Linked DNA regions of Sus scrofa: region 1 is linked to region 2. The links are chromatin contacts, called in public promoter capture Hi-C maps. All regions are on one chromosome and are shown on one strand. Each heading gives the region's core, a stretch centred on a gene start, on an enhancer-like site or on the middle of the called end of the contact. The rest is flanking DNA. Distances are from core to core; before and after follow the strand shown.

Region 1 (3,034 bases), core at 274-2,773, 280 kb after region 2:
AAAATAATAAATTACAATATGGTCACAAAATAAGCTATTACATTTTCCAGAACTTTTAATTAAAGAGTTGAAACTCACATTTCATACTTTTTTCTTCTTACCATATGAATACTAGAATTATCTTTTACTATAGTCTTAAAAGAAAAAAAAAAAAACTTAAGATCGTCTTCTCAATTTGGTACTACCACCAAAAAATTGAGTTTAAATTCCATCTCTTCAAATTATGACACCTCCAAGAACTGTTAGGTGTAAGCAGTAATTCAACCTACCAAAAAATAGGTGTAAATCGCAGAACAGGTCAGGAATTCTAGGCCCAAATTTTACTTTGTCTATCTGGCAGATCAGAGGAGTATCTGTAAAACAGGCTTTGCAGATGCTGTAATGGAAAGGTGCCCTAAGAGGCCCAGAACAGCGATACCAGTACACCTACTACTGCAAACTTGAAATCCAATGCTTGCTCCTTCTACCCCTGCCTGCATTACACCACGCACCAGAAGACTCCTGGTACACACAGAAGCCTGTGCACAGAGCCTCTAGATGTTTGCCTTAAAAAGCGGTACTTCGAGGATGCCCCAGGCCTAGGACAACAGTAAGAACACCGGATATAGCGAAACATCTCAAAATCGCTCCTCTCCAGAACCTAGGGCCTGGTCCAGAGGATTCTACTGGACAGAGTTCCTGCCACTATTTTGTTTTTCACTCAGGCACTGACAATCCCCTTCCTCAGCCTCCCACCACCTCCCCTCTCCTCTACGCCAGGTAGGCGTCCCAGGGATACTAAAAGCAGGAAGTGGGAGGTGAGAGTGCAGGGATCCCGGCCACGAGGCCTTCGGGTGCGGCTAGGGGTCCCGCCAGCTCAACCCCCGGAGCCCGGCCGCCCAGACCGGGCCTCGGCCAACGCGCCGCGGCCGCCGCCTATCAGCGGAGCGCAGGGGCGGGGCCCGCTGGCTCGGCGACGGCTCCTCCGGCAGGCGGGGACGGGCGGGGGATCGACCGCCGCGCAGCTCCGGCCGCCGCGCGCAGACACCGGGCCCGGCTCCCGAGGGCGCCAGCGCGGCCCCGGGGAGCGCGAGGAGCCGGCGAGCGCGCGGCCTACCGTTGACGGCCTGGTCCGTCACGCTCGGCGCCCACCCACCCTCCCCGGTGGGGTCCAAGCCCCTGGGAAGATGGTGTCCTGGATGATCTCCAGAGCCGTGGTGTAAGTTCCGCTCACGGCGCCCCTCACCTCTCCGCGAGGCCCGGGGTGGGGGTGGGGTGGGACAGGGGCCAGGAGAAGGGAAAGCCCGGGTCTGGGCAGGGTGGGCTGGCCCGACCTCGGGCCTGCCCGGGAACTGGGCGCCCTCAACCTCCTCACCCTAGTCCACGTCGCTGCGGGGCTCCCTGCGTCGGACGAGGGCCCGGCGGCTGCTGCGCGGCCCAACTGCGTGCGGCTTGTCGGCCCTGCTCCCGCGGCGCTGGGTGGGCAGGCGCGCAGGGCAGGCGGCGCGCGCTCCCTGCTCCCGCTCCCCGCGCTGCGCGGCACCGCCCTGCGGGCCCGGGAGCGGCGCGCCTCGCGGCGGCGCCCTGCGCAGGCTCCGCAGAAGCTGAGCGCGGGAGGCTCTGGGATCCTGCTGAGGATGCCGTGGCAGCGCGGATCCTTTGTATCCTGCGGCTGGTGCGGTGCGGGGTTCTCTGGGCGGCTGATTGCCATTCGGTCACGTGTGGTAGGAGGAGAGATTTGTCTAAAACCCCTCGACCGCTCCCATTTCAGATCCCTGGAAGGGTCCTAGTTGACCCAAGATTTACAGCTTATCGAGAAAGGAGCTCGTTACTGAATGATGGCACCCGCCTGCTCGCCCAGATCCCAGAATTTGGCCCTGTCTTGGAGGAAATATTTGTAAAGGGATTGAGAGGCTGCAGGTGCCTGTTGCCTTTGTTCAAATTATCAGTTCATTGTGCTCTTACCAAGTGCTGCAGGCCCATAAGGAAAAAAATTAGTTGAGTTGTGGTGTTTACTCTAAAGGTACCAGTTGGCCTACAGTTTAAACTGGTTTCCTCCCATTCTTCCCAGCTTAACCCCCTTCTCAAAAACAAAAGTCACTAAGTCAACAGTGACGTAGTTACAGCCAGGGACTTGTGGGTTCATTATTCATGATCTCTGTAGGAGTAATATAATCTCGGTACTTTTATGAAATGTTTTTATGAGGTGGCAGGCTTCTCTGATTAGCTTTGTAATGTGGGGGAAAAAAAGTTACCAGATTTTTTGTTTTGTTTTGTTTCTCAGTGGGGAGGAGCTAATTTTTCTGTTTGTTTGGTTTTATTTTGTTTGAGAGTGAATCAATTGCTTAGTAGTCCTGCTCACCCTGATTTATGATAGCATTCAAAATGTGTCATTTGATTGTATTAATGCAGTTTGTTCTTCTTTGGTACAGTTTCTAGTTTTAAATCTCCAGAACGTCCTGTGTTCATTTGTATAAAACTGAAGATCAAGAAATAAAAGCATACCACAGATGTTTTCAGATTTTGATTTATTTATTTTTGCCTTTTGGGGCCTTTGAATATTAATTTTCATAATACAGGAATACCTTTCCTGGCCTACTAGATGTCTATCAGTTCTTACTTCTGTGCCTGGAAAATCAAGTGTCCTATTAAGAGGCTGTACTATTTTTTTTTTTTTAATTCTCTGTTTTGTTTTTTTTTTAATCCAGTTCTTTAATTTATAGTTAGAAAAGATTGTGAAGCACTTTTAATTTGCATTACTCAAAATCAGATTTTTGGTTTTGATCACCGGCTATGAGTATTAATGTCTTTTCTAGATGCTCTCTGTAAACACAAAGTTTAATAACACATAATTGATCTTCACGGAACTGACAGTTCAAATACACTGCTATCTGCAGAACAGGTCAAGTGTTCTAAGAGTTACACTCAGTGCTATAGTGTTTAGGCAAGGAAGGGATTCTATCTGGTTGGAGAATCAGAAAAAGCAAGATTACATTTGAGATGGGCCTTAAAGGACAGACCGAATTTAGACAAGCCAAAGATGCAAAAGGAGACG
Region 2 (3,044 bases), core at 317-2,816:
TGACCTACACCACAGTTCACGGCAACACCGGATCCTTAAACTGCTGAGCGAGGCCCAGGATCAAACCTGCAATCTCATGGTTTCTAGTCGGATTTGTTCCCACTGCACCATGATAGGAAATCCTAATGCAGTTTTTAATCACAATAAAAATAACTTTTTTCCCCACTTTTTAGGGCTGTACCCGCAGCATATGGAAGTTCCCAGGCTGGGGTCAAATCAGAGCTGTAGCTGCCGACCAATGCCGACCGAGCCACATCAACATGGGATCCAAGCTGCATCTGCGACCTATACCACAGCTCACAGCAATGCCAGATCCTTAACCCACTGAGTGAGGCCAGAGATTGAACCTGCATCCTCACAGATACTAGTTGGGTTTATAACTGGCTGAGCCACAACAGGAACTCCCAATTAAATGTGTTTTAAAAGATTCCAAAATTAGCACCAAGCATTAAGGATTAGGTTGTCTCCTAGAGTTTAACACTGACAAGCCATTTCTTCCATTTTTATACTGTGGTTGGTCATGCCCTCAACAACCATTTCTTACTATGAAAAATAATTTGGCTAGAAAAACCACACAGGCCATAAAGGAATAAAAGCCCTATACCACCACCTTTATTAATACTCTGTTAGAGACAAAACCTCAGCCCCAATCTCACTCCCAAATATCAGGAATTTCTAACACTCTGAAGAGACAGGGGACTTAGAGTCATAGCTTATCATATACATCAATATAATGTATCCAGCTGCAAAATGAAACAATTTGTCTTTTAGGAATAACTTGGTAATACATATCAAAAGCCTTAAAATTTTATATAAATTTTATATACAGAAGTTTCACTTCTAGGAATTTACCTGAGCAAAATAATTACGGGATATGTACCATAATTATATGAAGATATTCATTCTTCATAACAGGTATATTAGAAATAAGTTTATTTCTTTACAGTGGCTTTTTAAAAAATAGGTGGGGTTCCCTTGCGACACAGTAGGTTAAGGTTTTGGAGCTGTCACTGCAATGGCTCAGGTCACTGTGTGGGTTTGATCTCTGGCACAGGAAATTCCACATGACATGGGCAGGCGGCCAAGAAAAAAAACATCTATTGCAGAAATTCTAACCTATTTTATAGTAAGAAATCTAAAAGATTTTGAAAAAAAGCACTTGTACATAATGTTGACTAATAAAGATAAGATGTGGTAAACCACAGCTTAACTTACCCTCCTTAATGAAGATTCGGCATTAACGGTATTTTCTGGGTGAACCCACTTAGAAGAAGGCAGACCAAGTCCTGAGTATGCATGTGTTCCATTTGGGTATTGCCAAATAATTGGATAAAGTCCAAGCTGATTATATGAAGCAGAAGGATGAGCTTGTCCAAGAAGATGAGGTGACTGGTGCTGTAACAACTGCTGTTGTTGCTGGTGTGCTAGTGCTAAGTGGCTCAGGCTGCTGGCATGAGCAGTCTCTAGTCGGGGGTGGCCACCAAGCAGGGAGGCAGGAGGCACTCCAGGTAACACAGTAGGAAGTAAATGAGGGTGATGAACAGAATGGTGTGGACCACTAGTCAGAGGGTGAGTGTTAATGGCAGGTAATGGAGTCTGACTGGATGATCCAGCCAGTAAATGGGGTGCAGGGGTTAAGGCAGGGTGATGGCTACCTGGATTTAAACATGCCCTATGGGATGAAGAATGAAGAGGAAAAGGATGTTGGCTTAAGAAAGGTGAGATGTGATTAGCTCCTGTTTCTGACCCAATAAGTGCAGGATCTCTGTAAACTGTGAAATGCTCATTTTTATCAATGATAAGAGGGCTTTTTGTAGTTTCTAATGTACTGCCTCGAGTAGGAACTGGATGAAAACTGCACCTTGATAACTCATGTTCTATCTTATTTGCCAGTCTTCTTTCACCAGCAGTTTGGCTATTCACATGAGTGGCCTTAGACTTTACAGAATCAGGAGAATGGTTAATTTTAGGTTTAACAATTTCAGGTGAGGGATTAGACTTTGTCTTGTGACCATCTACTGAAGTATTAACTTTAGATTTTATAGTTTCTGGGGGTGGACTTCGCTTATGCAGTTTATCTTCTGTGACAGAAACTGCACTTAGAGAAGATATATAAGAGACATACTGATTTTTCTCTTTTTCCATATTCAAGTTATCATTCCCTGGAGCATTCCTAACATTTGATTGGGTTAAATCTACTTTAACTACATCACCGACCCAGCTCTGGTCAGAATCTTGGTTTGTTATTTCCAAGTATTTTGTATTTGCACTTGAATGTTTTGAATCACTAATGATAGGATCCACTTTCTGAAGTGTCTGAAGGCCAAAGGTATTTGAGCTTTCCTGAGCCACCTTTTCTGTATTAGTGTCATTCGTAATATCAATAACACATTTTGGTGTGGGTGGTTTGGATACAAATTTCTCCTTTGGTAATAATTCCACTGTATGTGTTTTTTCCATATTGCATTCCTGTAGAAGTAAATCATTAGAATTATGATCAGAAAGTGTGGCCTGTTCGGATGAATGGATAACCGTTTTTTCTTGAAGCTGAGAGTCAAGAGACTTCTGTTTTTCTGTTTCTTCATGTTTTTTATCTTCCTGTATTTGATCCCAGGAAGGCTGACTATCTATTAGCGTCTCTTCTCCTGCCTTCTCATTATTCTGGGATTTTCCTTCTTCTCCATTTATCCTTGAAGTGTTTTTATTTTTCAATTCATTCTCTGGCTTATGCTCTGAGGAATTATTTATTATTCTTTTATTTGAATTTTCTGAGTCACTGCTCTCAGAAAAGTCTGAAACATTGTCAGTTCGTAGTCTTTTCATATTTAGTTTCTTTTCATCCTCCTCAGGTTTCCTTCTTTTGTTCATCACCTGTTTATTTTTACCTTTAGGATTTTCTATAAGATTTAAAAAAAGAACAATTTTATTTTTTGTATCAATATTAAATTAGTATATTTTAAATGTTGTTTTATTTGTTCTTATTCCTCAAAAAAGTGATTCCTACCTCCTCGTGCTATATAATCATATTTTTCTTCCTTCATCTT

What was found. Promoter capture Hi-C pulls out the DNA fragments that hold promoters and counts their contacts.
Region 1: a promoter capture Hi-C map of liver shows a contact between it and region 2, with 4 times the contacts expected there. The contact joins the promoter of JMJD1C here to the enhancer-like site in region 2. A contact is called at or near these places in 2 of 5 promoter capture datasets (fetal liver and liver), 8 of 47 Hi-C or Micro-C datasets (alveolar macrophages, embryonic fibroblasts, fetal heart ventricle and 3 more) and 2 of 2 datasets of contacts at active chromatin or transcription factors (alveolar macrophages and skeletal muscle).

Annotation. Positions count from the first base shown.
Region 1 is chr14:66,965,388-66,968,421 of Sscrofa11.1, forward strand. JMJD1C (probable JmjC domain-containing histone demethylation protein 2C) reads right to left here and starts at 1,524. Exons shown (of 26, transcript XM_021073644.1): 1 at 1,355-1,524. It overlaps REEP3 (receptor expression-enhancing protein 3), which reads left to right and starts at 681. Exons shown (of 8, transcript XM_001925659.6): 1 at 681-1,198. The coding sequence starts at 1,167.
Region 2 is chr14:66,680,400-66,683,443 of Sscrofa11.1, forward strand. JMJD1C (probable JmjC domain-containing histone demethylation protein 2C) reads right to left here. Exons shown (of 26, transcript XM_021073644.1): 7 at 3,005-3,044; 8 at 1,216-2,897. Among named protein-coding and RNA genes, the nearest start is that of NRBF2, 92 kb to the left of the region's middle. Within about 2 kb of position 1,567, at least 9 of the 83 cell types and tissues checked have an H3K27ac peak or open chromatin away from gene starts, as enhancers often do. A contact at or near this core is called in alveolar macrophages and liver, where this site is marked.